Linked DNA regions of Mus musculus: region 1 is linked to region 2. Evidence: chromatin contacts called from public capture Hi-C data. All regions are on one chromosome and are shown on one strand. The core of a region is the stretch at or near the end of the contact, and the rest is flanking DNA. Distances in the headings are between cores, read along the strand shown. Region 1 has its middle 21 kb from the start of Gm4925. Region 2 overlaps Mybpc1 (myosin binding protein C, slow-type).

What was found. Capture Hi-C pulls out chosen DNA fragments and counts their contacts.
Region 1: a capture Hi-C map of bone marrow-derived macrophages shows a contact between it and region 2, with 2.3 times the contacts expected there. The contact joins two enhancer-like sites. A contact is called at or near these places in 5 of 39 promoter capture datasets (the 3T3-L1 cell line, 3T3-L1-derived adipocytes, hippocampal neurons and 2 more), 1 of 484 Hi-C or Micro-C datasets (beige adipocytes), 5 of 115 datasets of contacts at active chromatin or transcription factors (CD8 T cells, bone marrow-derived macrophages, embryonic stem cells and 1 more) and 1 of 9 other capture datasets (bone marrow-derived macrophages).

The regions. Positions count from the first base shown.
Region 1 is chr10:88,706,071-88,713,389 of GRCm38.p6, forward strand. No RefSeq gene overlaps it. Among named protein-coding and RNA genes, the nearest start is that of Gm4925, 21 kb to the right of the region's middle. Within about 2 kb of position 2,816, at least 68 of the 459 cell types and tissues checked have an H3K27ac peak or open chromatin away from gene starts, as enhancers often do. A contact at or near this core is called in bone marrow-derived macrophages, where this site is marked.
Region 2 is chr10:88,577,562-88,584,640 of GRCm38.p6, forward strand. Mybpc1 (myosin binding protein C, slow-type) reads right to left here. Exons shown (of 29, transcript NM_175418.5): 3 at 4,446-4,487. Among named protein-coding and RNA genes, the nearest start is that of Mybpc1, 24 kb to the right of the region's middle. Within about 2 kb of position 1,275, at least 16 of the 459 cell types and tissues checked have an H3K27ac peak or open chromatin away from gene starts, as enhancers often do. A contact at or near this core is called in bone marrow-derived macrophages, where this site is marked.

The DNA of each region.
Region 1 (7,319 bases), core at 1,566-4,065, 130 kb after region 2:
GGGGGACACAAGGGGAGCACCTCAGCTTGTTCCATCTTGGTGGTGGCAAGCTTAGAGGCTGTCAGTTGTGGGCAGAAGCACAGAAAGACCTTCTACTGGAGATTAGGCTGTGGCTCTGTAGGGGGAAGGCCTTCTTCATGGCTCCCAATGGAGGATCTTGCTTCCAGGCAGCTTGGCTGGTTTCTGCTGGTTTCATCAATGCAGCTGGACTGGTCTGAGTCTTCTTTACTGTTAGCTCTGGTTCCTCTGTCAGGGACCACCAGCCTAGTGGATGTGATTGATTTCAGGGACTTCCTGGAAGCTATTTTGAGTTGTTTACCTTCCCACTTCAGGAGCTTCCCTGCAGGCTGGAGTGGATCTCTCAGGAAATTCCTTACACGACATGTGGATAATCAGTTACTCTAATGTCAAGATGGCGGTAGATCTATCATGCCTGGAAGACAGGAAACCACAACGCGAGTGAGTGACCGAAAGCAGGTTAGAACTGGGCACCTCACCCTTCACTATACATCTGTCTTCTTTCCTACATTCCTGTCCAACTCTGTATATCAGAAGGTACCAAACCATGTGCAGCAGAGGCAGAATCTCTGAAGTTCCCAAGGGAGTGATGCATGAATCTATGAAGGCGACACTCAGACTGTAATGGAGGCTCCAGGGTAATGGAGATGCTAGGAACATGGAACATTGGTTGAGCAAAATCTGAGCGATGACTGGAGCCAACCCAAGTGAGAGGAAGACCAAGTAGACTACGAACGGAACGGTCTTAGGGACAGAGTTGCCCAAGCCTGTTGGGACTCACATCATACTACAGCTTGCCCAGTTGTTGACCATGGAGCTACAGCGGTTAACTCATGATCTGCTGGATTTCATTCCTGCCTTGGGCCTACCCCTTCTTTCTATGCCCCATTTCCCCCTTCTAACATGCGAATGTTTACTCTGGGCCTTTAATTATGGAAGTATGTAACTTTCCCATTTTCTTTTCTTTTAATTTTAGATGGGCTCTCAGCAAAGGGATTAGCTTGAGTTAGAGACTCTGGACCTCTACTGTAAATAGTATTGGAACCACTGGAATTTTGGGGACAGACTGCGTGCATTTTGCATTACAAGATGCCTAGGAGCTTTTGCGGGGCAGGGCAGAGGCAGAACATTATGGTTTGAAGGTGAAATGTCCCCTGCAGGCTCTTGTGTGGGAGACTTGGACCACCACCAGATGATCACATTATTTGAGGGAGTTGTAGAAACTTACGGAGACGGATCTTTAGTTGGAAGACTAGATCACTAGAGTACGCCATTGAATATTATAAGCCTGTTCTCCACTCCTTCCTCCTTCATGAGGTGAGGAACCACCTCTCCCATAGTCTCCACTGACTTGCTTCTGCCCATATTCCTGAGCTCAGGCAGCCAGGGACTCCTACTCCTACAGTGTGAGCCACCAGAAATCCTTCACCTCCTGAGGTGTTTTCTATCAGCTGTTATTTTGCCACAGCAACACTAGAAGTGACTAATGCAGTCACGGAAATTTAGAAATGTATATGCACTGTACGTAGTAGATGTAGGGTAAAAGCTCTGAGCTCACTTCCAGGTTTGAAAACCCACCCCAAACCCACCAATCCCAGAGCTAAAAAAACCCACCAATGCCTGAGCTATAAAACAAACAAACAAACAAACAAACAAACAAACACCAATTCAATCTCTGAGCTCAGATCAAACTCCCACCAATCCCTGGCTCAGAACAACCTCAATGCTTGGGCTTGCCCCAAGCTTAGGACTTGAAATCCTACCAATTTCCACCCTGGAAATTTCAATCCTGGAAAGCTCCGCCCCTAAGAAACCCTATATAGGGCTGGCAAGATGGCTCAGCGGGTAAGGACACTGACTGCTCTTCTGAAGGTTCTGAGTTCAAATCCCAGCAACCACGTGGTGGCTCACAACCACTCGTAATGAGATCTAATGCCCTCTTCTTGTGCATCTGAAGACAGCTACATCGTACTTATGTATGATAATAAATAAATCTTAAAAAGAAAAAGAAACCCTATATAAACCTGTTTCCTGCTCAGTTCTCTGCTGCTTCTCACTCGAACATGAACAGCCACAAGTCTCTTGTTCTGTGGTGTAACTTTGTGGTATTCTTTGGCTCTGAACTGCCAGGAAACCTTCTCCCTCAGACCTCTAACACTCCCACCACTGGGGAAACCTTCTCCCTCAGACCTCTAACATTCCCACTGGGGAAACCTTCCCCTGCAGAGAGCTGTAACCTTTCCTTTAGGGAAGTCTCCACTGGGAAGCCTTTCCTCTCAGAGCTCTATACTTGCAGTAGAATTTAACATGTCCTTGGTTGATTAAAGCCTGTCTGTCTAACATGTGGGGAACACAGTTGTTAGTTATTCATATGGTGTTGACTCTGTGTTTACTTACTCTCTGTTGATAGCATACTATGTTCACTATTCACTGGCTGCGTGCTCGATGCTATTCTAGTAAGTAGCAAGCAAGACCAGGCAAGGCTCCTGAAGTCAGGAAAGCAATGGCTTGGTGGTGTAGACGGGGCTTCATCAGAAAATAACAGGCAGATGTACATTTTCCTCAAAAAAAAAAAAGGTGTGTATTTGAAGATACCAAGGTATCTTCTAGCTCAAATATCTTAATTATTTTAGTTCTCTTTTTCTCTTTATCTGTGCACGTACTTTTTAGAGTGGGAAACCCCCTACTTGAGCAAATGGCTAGTGAATAACGTCACGTGACTCCTTTCCATATTGCTCACTTAAATCTGATGTTCTCAGGCAGCCTCCTCCTGCACTCTTGCTAAAGCTCTGCAAGTTTGCTGACTCATTGTTCTCAGAGGAACATCACGAGCCATGAGTAAGCAAACTGCACTGACTAAGGAGACAGATGGCGACCCTTTGTTTGGCTCTCTGGGGGGTAGAATTTGAAAGCTCAGACTTGGGGCTGAGAGTCTTTTCCTGGAACCCTATGTTATTTATCTTTCTTTAGAAACCCACCACTTGGCATCATTTAGCACTGCTTTCCCCTGATAATAGAGTGTAAATGTCTTATGTTCACTAGAAGGATATGATTAAAAAAAAAAAAAAAGAGGTTGGAAAATCTGAAGATTGAGAAACTTGGTTAGAGACTTCAGACTTGAGCTGTTGTTCAGAGGGAGGCATGGCACAAAATTCTGGCTGCTAGGTGGCAGAGACCACACCATGAAACACGGAGGAAACATAACTGCTAAGCCATCTTGCCCCCGTACAGAAAAAGTCCATTTCGTTACCAAAGGTCACCACCACTCAATCCAGAGCACACCCAGCAGCCAATTAAAGTTGTAAAGCAGCTGGGCGTGGTGGCAAAAACCTGTCTCAAAAACCAAAACTAAAGACAAAAAACAACAACAACAACAACAACAAAAGTTGTCGTTTCTGATCTGCCTCATTCTGACTCTTATAGGCAACCATCACTTACTCTTTTTGTTTCTTTGTATTCATTTTTTTTTTTCTCTTAAGATTGAGGTCTCTCTGTGTAGCCCTGCTGTCCTAGAACTCACTCTCTAGACCAGGCTGGCCTCAAATCCACAGAGATCCTCAATTGCTCTGCCTCTTCAGTGTTGAGATTAAAGGCATTCACCACCACACCTGGCCAGGCTTACTTTTTAAGCCTAACAATATTCATTTAAGTTGGTTCTTTTTCTTTTTCTTTTTTTTGGGGGGGGGGGATTTGGTTTTTTGGTTTTTTTGGGGGGGGGTTAATTGGTTTTTTTTTTTTTTTTTTTTTTTTTTGGTTTTTCGAGACAGGGTTTCTCTGTGTAGTCCTGGCTGTCCTGGAATTCACTCTGTAGACCAGGCTGGCCTCGAACTCAGAAATCCACCTGCCTCTGCCTCCCAAGTGCTGGGGTTAAAGGCATGTGCCACCATGCCCCGCAAGTCGGTTCTTTATTTTATGGTTTTCACTACAGCACCAGGTCTTCCCAAGTGCTGTTGCATCTAAACATCAAGCAGGCCTGACCCCGATTTAGCTTCTGAGACCAGTGGAGATCAGGCGTGTTGAGGGTGGTTTGACTGTAGACTCATCTAAGTGGCTAATGTTGCAGAACTGAAACCTTTGATAGATAAATAGATAGGATAGATTAGTGAGAAACCTTAGCACATAACAGAGATGGGGTGACTATCTCTTTTCTTCTAAATTTAAAGTCAATGAGTACCTAGCAACCTGATCGCCTAGAAAGATTGTTGGAAACCATAAATAGAAGGAGAAACCCACCTCCCAAAAGTTGTCCTCTACCACTGGGGAGTGGTGGCTCATGCCGGTAATCCCAGTACTTGGGAGGCAAAGGCAGGCAGATTTCTGAGTTCAAGGCCAGCCTGGTCTACACAGTGAGTCCAGGACAGCCAGGGCGACACAAAGAAACCCTGTCTCGAAAAACCAAAAAAAAAAAAAAAAAAAAAGTTGTCCTCTGACCTCATATGGGCAGGTGGTACACCCACATAGATGCACATACACACACATTAACATGCATGCACACATGCACAACACAGCACCTGCACATACACAGACACAATGCACTCTAACACACACAATGTAACAATAAAGAAAAAATTGAGATAAAATTTATTTATTTATTTATTTATTTATTTATTTTGAATGTGTGACTTAACCACTCCAACAACAACACCCTCAGAATGAGGGCTTGTCCTTCTTTGACTTCTTTGCTAGGTCACCATCTCAGAGTTAATTCCTGCTAATAATCAAATGAATCCATTCAGGTATATTTTATGAACATGCTCACAGGTAGGTATTTCCTTTACTATAAATGAGAGCCCAATGTCTATACTGTTTTGATTCTTATTCTTTACAATATATTTAAGCAAACACTTTGTATTGGTTCAGGGAGATTTATCTCATTGCAAGCAGCTGCCATAGGGGGGAGACTGAAGAAAAGGTAGCAATGCAGTGACAGTGCTGAGTAGCACCTCTGGATTCATCTTCTGCCAACACCCGAGCAAAGCCCATGTGGATGATCTGTCAGCCTCCAGGCAAGGAGAAGATGCTCGGGCCAGCACTGATGCTACCACATGAGGCTTCAGAACAACACCATAGCTGTTCCATAGAGTGGAGCAATGAGACAAGGTGTCCTAATCTGCTATCACCTCCCACAAAAGCAAGTTGTCTAGCTCTTAATTTTGGCATGGCACACAAACTCTTCAACTTTGAGTAACAAACGAACAACACACAAGACTCAAAACTGTCTTTCTTTGTGGTGGTGCACACCTTTAATTACATACTCAGAAGGCAGGGGCAGGGGCAGGGGCAGGGGCAGGGGCAGGGGCAGGGGCAGGGGCAGGGGCAGGGGCAGGGCCTGGGGCAGGGCCTGGGGCAGGGCCTGGGGCAGGGGCAGGGGCAGGGGCAGGGGCAGGGATAGGGTCTGGGACAGGGCCTGGAGCAGGGGCAGGTTGATGTCTACTTTCAAGGCTAGCCTGGACAAGAGAGATCCAGATTAAAACAAACAAACAAACAAACAAACAAACAATTGTCTTTCTCCAGGAGTGTTTTATTTGGCGGTGTCAGGAGTGGACACCTTACCTACCCTAGGCACGTGGTCTCCTACTGAGCTACAGTCCAGACCCTGGGGACCACATCACATTTTTAAAACACAGTGTTTGAATCTTTTTTTGTCATGGTGGTATAGGCTGTAATCTCAGCACCTGACAGGCATTCACTATCTGGCTATATAGCAAGTTTTAGACCATAGTGAGACTGTCCAATGAGATAGATAGATAGATAGATAGATAGATAGATAGATAGATAGATAGATAGATAGATTGATTAGTCAGGATTCTCTAGAGTCACAGAACTTATGGAATGTCTCTCTATATTGATGGAATCTCATAGTTGTTCAGTCCCATGAGGCTAGTTGTTTCATCTGGTCTTCTGTAGAGGTAGGTCTGGGTGAGGACCCAGGTTCGGTTCCCAGCACCCACATGGTGTTTCACAACCACCTGTAAATCCAATTGCAGGTGCTCGAATGTCTTCTTCTGGCTTCAGGGGTGGTAGAGAGCACATGCATATATACATTATATACATGCAAGCAACACACACACACATAAAATAAAAATGAAGGAACCTTAAAGATAATTCATTCACTTGAACAAACATTAAGCTCATATTTACTTTTAATACAGATTTAACACTTTCACCCCCCATGATTAACAAAATTAAGTAAATAATCAAAGTTCCTTGCTCTCTGCAAAGCAAATCCAACGAAGAAATTCCTGTCCTTACCCTTTGAGAAATGTTTAAGTCACCTGCATCTATCTTCATCAACGTTTCCCCTTTCAGAATATCTAGAAAACTTTTAAGTAATAGGGAAGGAAATACCAAGCTGGCGAAGGAGGGATGTGAAAATGGTCCCCAGGCATGAGAAACGCACTCCTAGTAAGTTAGCAAGTTTCAAGTCCTTTACAAAAAGAAGAACTAGCCTGGCATTGCCAGTTTTGCTTAGTCATGGGTTTTTTTTTTTTTTTTCCAAAAGCTATTTTGTACTTATGCGTTGGCTTTTTTTTTTTTTTTTCTGGCATCGACGTGGGAAAGTCACATGAATGTGAACTTGTGCTCAATTAGCTCCCCCTTTCCTCTTTGACACCTATCCTATCTGGGGCATCAGATGTTATGAAACTAGTAGCAAAGACTTCTAGACTATGCAAAAAAAGAAAAAAAAAAAAAAGCAACCTTTCTTCTCTTGCCTGAAGCACTCAAACTTGACTTTGTGTTTCTTTAGCATGGGTAAAACCACCATGCCAGTACACCTTTAACCCCAGCATTTAGGAGGTAGAGACAGGTGACTCGCTGTGTGTTTCAGGCCAGCCTGGTTTACATAGTGAGTTCCAGAACAGCTAAGACACGAGACAGAGAGAGAGAGAGAGAGAGAGAGAGAGAGAGAGAGAGAGACCCTGCCTCCTAAAAGAAAACAAAACCCACTATATATTAGAGAGGCAGTTAGATGATTCGCCAAGCCCAGTGACCTCCACGTATGTGCTAGAGAGATGGCTCAGCACTTAAGAGCATTTGTTGCTCTGGCAGAAGACCTGGCTGGGTTCGATTATCAGCACCTTCATGATGGTTTAAAATCATCTATAATTCCAGTTCCGGGGGTCCGATGCCGCCTTCTGCTTTCTGTATATGGCCCACCATGTGGTCCACATACATACCCAAGCATGCACACGTAGTTTACTTAATAGAATACCTGCCTGAATAGCATGCATGAAGTCATGGGTTCAGTCCCGAATACTATTTAAAATGGATTTGGTGCTACACACCTGAAGTCCCAGAAC
Region 2 (7,079 bases), core at 25-2,524:
TCAGAGGAGAGAGAGGATTCAGCCACCCTCACAACCTAGGGTCTCAGTGAGGTGCCCATGAGTCCTCCGGGTTGTGTGTAATCCTGCTGTTAATCACAGCCATCCCAGAGCCTGGAAGGCATAGTTTCAGGCTTTGTTGGGCATACAATTATTTCTACCAGGCTGTCCTTGAACTCAAAGTGATCCACCTTGCTTTTGCCTCCCAAGTGCAGAGTTTGAAGGTGAGTGCCACTGTGCTGGGCTTCCTGTCATTGGTTGTCAATTGCCTGTTAATGTAAAAAGTCACAGGCAACGTAAACCTCCAAGAAAGATTGAGGCTTTAGAATGAAGATGGAAAGCATATAAAATATACAAGGTTCATAACAGACATCAACTACATATGATATAGCTTGTCTGACTTAGGCAAATTCAGGAATGTTTCAAGTACGGCAATCATGTCCAGAATCACAACAGCAACAATAAAATATTGGAAGACAGCAATACCAGCTAACATTAATTCATGATATTTTGAGTCATTTGATTAACTTATACTGTTTAAAACATCATATGCCTTTACATTTTGATGCTTACAAAACAAATCAGTATTCATCTTATCACAAATATGTATATTTAATAAGTTTTTCCCCCTCCAAACCTATTAGGTCAATGTTATATTTTCTAATAGTTGTTTTAGAATTGGAAAAAATACAATGATGCTAGTTTCTTAACAAAGTCCATTACCGTGAAACTATGATATTAGATGCCTATGGTAGTTTGAATAGGAATGCTTGGTCCACAGGGAGTGGCATTATTAGGAGGCATGGCCTTGCTGGAGTAGGTGTGGCCTTGCTGGAGGAAGCATGTCAGTGTGGGGGTGGACTTTGAAGTCTCATATGTTCAAGCTATCCCCAGTGTGGTACACAGTCTCCTTCAGCTGCCTGCGGATCAAGATGTAGAACTCTCAGCTCCTCCAGCACTGTGTCTGCTTGCGAGATGCCAAGTTTCCCTGCCGTGATGATAATAGACTAAACCTCTGAAACTGTAAGCCAGCCCTAATTAAATGGTTTTCTTTATAAGGGTTGCTGTGTCTCTTCAGTCATGGTGTCTCTTTACAGCAATTAAACAGATACTAAAACAATATCTAAAGGTAAATTGCTTAAATACATTTAAACAAGTGAGTAAAAAGCACCAGGGTGTTGTTATTGTAGGCATAAAGGAACCTAAATGAAGAAAATGAGTTAATGGTTCCTTAAAGACATTGCATCTGTCAGGAGAGCAACTCGGAATATCTGCTGACTCATTTCCTCATGTGCCAGTCATGTGCCAGTCACAATCGTGCCAGGAGGAGAGACTTCTGCTTAAGTTATTCGAGAGATTTATTTTTTGACAGCTTAATGTTAATTCCTGGGAAAGGTAAATACATTTTTATTTTCTTTATAGCAACGACAAAAGGCAAGCATTTTTCTGGAAAGAAACCAAAAGGAACAGTAATTATTTTAACCAAGCTTTCTGTTTTATATGTGTGTCTATGTGTGTTACATACACACACAAACACACACACACAAACTGAACTAATAGGATATTTAAAACATTATTTTTGGAGATAGGGTCTTACTTCTTAGCCCTGGCTGGCCTGGAACCCAGGTTTCCTACTTCAACGCCTCAAGTGCTAGGTTTATAGGTGTGCACCACTGTGACTAATTCAGAATCTCCTAATATGTTTGAAGAAGTTGGCAGATATAGCTAACACCCCAATTATAAGGTTAATATGAAAACCAAGCAACTCTCCTTGGCTACAAAAAAAAGTATTTTTTTTTCTCAGAAAAATTTGAAGTTGTCCCAGAATAATTCAGTCAAAATTAATCTTTTAACATTTTTTCCTTTGTTTTCAGTGTTATCTGTATGGAGGGTATGCCTGAACCTTGTGTAAGCTGTGCCTGTAGAGGCCAGAAGAAGTTGTTATAGCCCTAGGACTACGATTACAGATAACCTGGGTCCCCTTAGAAGGCCAATATTACTCACTGAACCATCTCTCTAGGGCAGCAAAATATTGTTAAAAGGGATAGACTTAGAACTTATTTATCAAATATATTTTAACTGTTCAGAGGATGAGAGGACATAGTAATAAAAGATAGCAGGGTAAGTTCAGAACTAATTTCCATTTTTGGAAGTTTCAAGCAAGTTGTTCTATATTACCCTCACCAACTGTATGTATGCAGCTTGCCCAGAAAGTGAGAAATAGGAATAAAACTTTATCTAAATCGACAGTGTTGGTATGGTCAGTGGGTGAGCCAGTATGGAAATTCAACTGTTGATTCACTCTGCAAGTACTTATTGGGAGGTTGTCATGTGAGCCTCTGTGACAGATGCCACTGGGAATGGAGATGAGGAGACCAAAGAGGTGTTAAGACACCGTGCCTGACCATGGAAAAGCAAGCAGCTGGTTAGGGAAAGGGGTCAAACATTAATACATGACTAACTAGAGACAGCCGTAAATGGCGGAGGCAATGGGTCCAAGAAAAATCAGGAGGGAGACAGAAGGGTGGAAATGAGCCAGATGGTCAGGGGCGAGTTGTCAAAGGACTGAAACCTTAGTTGGATAGTTTAAAAAAAAATTTTTAAAGACCAAGAGTAGGATGGAGCAAGCAGAAGAAGACGTGCTAGGTAACATTGGAGGGAGGTGTGCTGCTGGCAATTCTACTTAGCCTACAAGCTGTTCCTTTCTTATTGCTCAGTATTTTCTTTGAAATCTCCCTTGTCCTGGATGCAAATGGGCGGTAGTCAAAGAAGATGGAGAATAAAATCAAGCGATTACCTTGGCTTTCTTATTTAAGCATGGGTACTACTTTTTATAGGAAACCAACTTGCTTGCCAAGTATGACGAGTAACTCTTTAAAAACAAAAACAAAAATAAAAACAAAGCAGGCAGTTTATGAACCTGGGCATATGACTGTAGGTAGTCATACCTTCAACTTCTATAAACATAAGAAGAAGGAAAAAGTGCTACAAAATGAAGAGATTCCATCATCTGGACTTATTCTTTTATTACACTCGTTTTCTGTAAGGGAGTGTCTGGCGACTGGTTGCTTTTAGTTTATAGAAAATGTATTTAAGCATACAAATAGAGTAGGATGAGCTTTGCAGATTGAAGCTCAAGCCCAGGCTTTGTTTAAACCATGACAGCTTGCCCATCTGGCATTACGTCATCTGCTCTGTTGGTTCAGCCTTACAGGTTGGTCCAAGCACCTTTCCAAATTAGGAAGCAGAGGTATACTCCGTTGGTCTTGTTGAGAATAATGTTACAGTAACTTCAGCCAGGATGTTCAAATCGCCTTGAACACATATCATGGAAAGATTTCCAGGAGTTTGCACTGTCTGCATTCTGTAAGAAAATAGCCTTGAACTATGGCCAGGTAGCCAGGATTAACATCCGTGGTACTGTCCGTGGGCACTCCTGAAGGTCAGGACGAAGTGCAATGTGCTAACACTGTGGGTTCATTTACAAGAGAGCAAGTTCAAGTTATCTGAAGGGAAGCCAGTGTACTGAAAGAAAGGAAGATGTTGCTAATGTGTAGGAAACAAATACACAATTAACAAGCTTTGACCTGTGTTCAGGAAAGAAAAGATTCTTATTGTAATCAGAAAACAATCATTGTGAAATTTAAACCATATTCTTCATTACTCAAATAAATCTTCACGCAAAAAAAATGATGATGCAAACATATATAAGGTAAAAGTGCCCATCAGTTTCCAAGAAGACTTTTCTCCGTGGGAGGCTATTACTCCTTAGCCTGAAAGAGATGACCCGCCATGATGACTTCAGCCACAGGGAATCAGAGAAATACATGTTAACGACCATTTCCTTTCCAAAATTGTACTGTCTCTACAAAGTGCAGAACGTGGGTCAATATCACGCCAATAAGTGGGTTTTCAATTCAGTAAGCCGCTGCATGATGTCGATTGAGTGGTTGACATGTCGGGTATCTAAAATCAGTATAGCTCTGGGAGTATGTACTCAAGAGTCATGAAGTCTTCACGGTTGCTAGTGCAACCTGAACTAGTTCACATAGGACTCACATAGGACTCGAAGCCTGGCAAGCCTCTTTGGAACATCTAGATAAATCAGCTGATTTTCACAACCGAAACAAACCAGGATCAAACGGCTTTTCTCTGATGTTCAATGGGACTCAGAAATGACCAACTCATCAACTCCAGCACTGGCTTCTCCCTGACTGGGTGTGACCTTGTTTTGTGGTGACTTTCCTTTGTTTGGAAAAGTGTGTGTGACAACCACACACCAAAGCATCATTTGGTGATGCTGATTGGATCTTGCAAACGAGGAACGGGATACCACACAGATGAAAGCTAATGTGGAGGAAATGTCATTGGTCACATCGAGCCCAGAAGGACCCCTTCCTGTTCTGGCCTTGATGAATTCAGCCTAGCTCTCCCTCCCTCCCACTCACCTTTTGCTGGAGCGGTTCCCGCCTCTTTCTCTTTATTTGGTTCTGTGTGGAAAGTACAAGCACATCTTTAAAAGTGTCTTACAGCACTTGACTGGGTGATGATGAGTGGAGGGAGAGGGAGAGAATAAATGATTATGTTAATGATGGCTACATCGTCATTACGCTGCATATTAATTGGGAGTTTGGGGATTGTAGTTCAGACTCACTCTAATCTTTAATCAAACAAGTTAATAAATGTGATCGTTTTAAATGTCTATACAAAACCATGCAATACACATTTTGTTAAAAATACACTTAACCCAGGGCCAAGTGTGGTGGCACACTCTTTTAATCCCAGCACCCAGAAGTCGGAGGCAGGGGATCTGTGTGAGTTCAAGGATAGTCTCTGCTCTACAGTCTGCAAGCTTTAGGAGAGCCAGGGCTACAAAGAGAGTCCCTGCCTCAATAAAACAAACCCTCCCACCAAAGAAAGAAAGAAACAAAACAAAATAAAACAAAACAAAACCACACATACCTGACTCTACCAGGACCATATACTCTGAAGATCACTTTGTTTTAGAAGTCAGCCAGGGACATTTTAAGGAATAGTGACCCATGTAAATGGTCCCAATATCTTAGCTTCTGGCTGTTACAATGAGGTATACAGCGGTTGTGAGATGCTTGCAGTTTCAAAAATGTTCTTGTGGGCACGGGGATCTTCTGGATTGGGTTGGGTGGCAATAAATGTGTTACGAGGGCAGTGAGGTCAGATCTGGTCAGTCGACGTCATCTGCCTTGTATTTCTTTCTGTTCAGAATCACATTAGTTTTGAGATAAGAAGATAGTATGTGTAAGGTAGTAATTGTTAGGGCTGGAGGGAAGGCTCAGCAGAACTTGCTGTTCAAACAAACGTGCGGGCCTGCGCTTGGATCCCAGCACCTACATCAGGTGGCAGACATTGCCTGTAACTGTGTTCCTCTTCTGGCCTCTGCCGCACCCAGATACAAGTACATTCACACAGATACCCACAAACAAATACATCTGAAAACATTAAAGTGGGCCGGAGAGATGGCTCAGCCGGTAAGAGCACTGACTGCTCTTCCAAAGGTCCTGAGTTCAAATCACAGCAACCATATGGTGGCTCACAACCACTGGTAATGAGATCTGACACCTTCTTCTGGTATATCTGAAGTCGACTAAAATGTACTTATGTATAATAATAAAGAAATCTTTGGCCCGGAGCAAGCAGGGACTGAGAGAGCAGGGCCCACCGGAGCGACCAGAGGTCCTAAAATTCAATTCCCAACAACCACATGAACGCTCATAACCATATGTATAGCTACAATGTACTCTCATATATAAAATGAATAAATAAATCTTTAAAAAAAATAACATTAAAGTAACACGGCTTCCATGATGAAATGTTTTCTATGCTTTGATTGTTGTTGTTGGTGGTGGTGGTGGTGGTGGTGGTCCTGTGTGTGTTTGTGTGTGTGTGTGTGTGTGTGTGTGTGTGTGTGTGTGTATGTTATTTTGAGGAGTAGTTTGCAAGGGTGAAGGGTGGATATGAGGGGGTAGGGAGATAAGCGGGACTGGAGTGCATGATGCGAAACTCATAAAGAATCGTTTAAAGTTAAAAAAAAATAAAAAGGTAAGACAAAAATCATTAAAGCAACTGTTTTAACCATAGCTGGGCATGGTGGGCAATGTGTGCCACACTGTAATTCTATGGAAACCAGAGGACATGAGTTCAAGACTAGCCTGAGATACAGTAGACCCTGTTTCAAACAAACAAGCAAAAACAAGAAAACCAAACAAAAACCATTAAACACCATTTCAAGCATGAGTTCTTTTCTCCATGCCCTGTCTGTCTGTCTGTCTGTCTGTCTCCATAACTAGTGAGCCAGATCTCAGCTGAGGACTATCTCAGCGGAGTTTGAGGGGAGGTGTTTTAGCCCTGGTAGTTCAATAATGTATAATAGATATGAAATATGGCACTATAAAAGAAACACAATTTATAGTGGCCTAGCGCAACATCTGACCTCTGGCAGAAAGGAAAGGCTTATGTTTCATGGCCTCTCGGTTCTCAGTGTGCTCGGGTAGGGCCAAAGCAAGCTTTACATACAAGAAGTAAACAGCACGGAAGAAGGAGATCCTAAGAAGAATGTCACAAGTCTCTAGCAGCTTCAAGATTGACGTCTGCAAACAGGAGCTTGCCCATTTGACCTCCTAGGGGCACCGAGCCCGGTTCAGTTACTTGGAAATTCGGCAGTATTCCTTACTGCTTAAGGTTTTCAGTGAGGTTGGTATTCCTAGCTAGACAAAGAGGCTTCTATGAGCTGCTTGAGTCTCTAGACTGCCCTCTGAAGAAAAACTATCTCCAGGATGGAAAGGCTGCATCATCCTCTCATAAATTTCTAGGGGGGGGGGGGGAGGTGTGGTAGGGGGAGAGGGACTAGAAAATGAAGCCTTATTCAGTTCTACTTTGACTTGAGCAGAACTTGAACTTGTCAGCAGTGGCCTCCCACGCCCTGGCTCCACACCACACTGCCAACTCCAGTAGCAGACGTGCTGCACTCACAGGTGCGCACACCAGTGTAGTCACTGACTGTCGGCTTATTGTTCTGCAGGCTGTTTCATTTTCAATTTGACTGC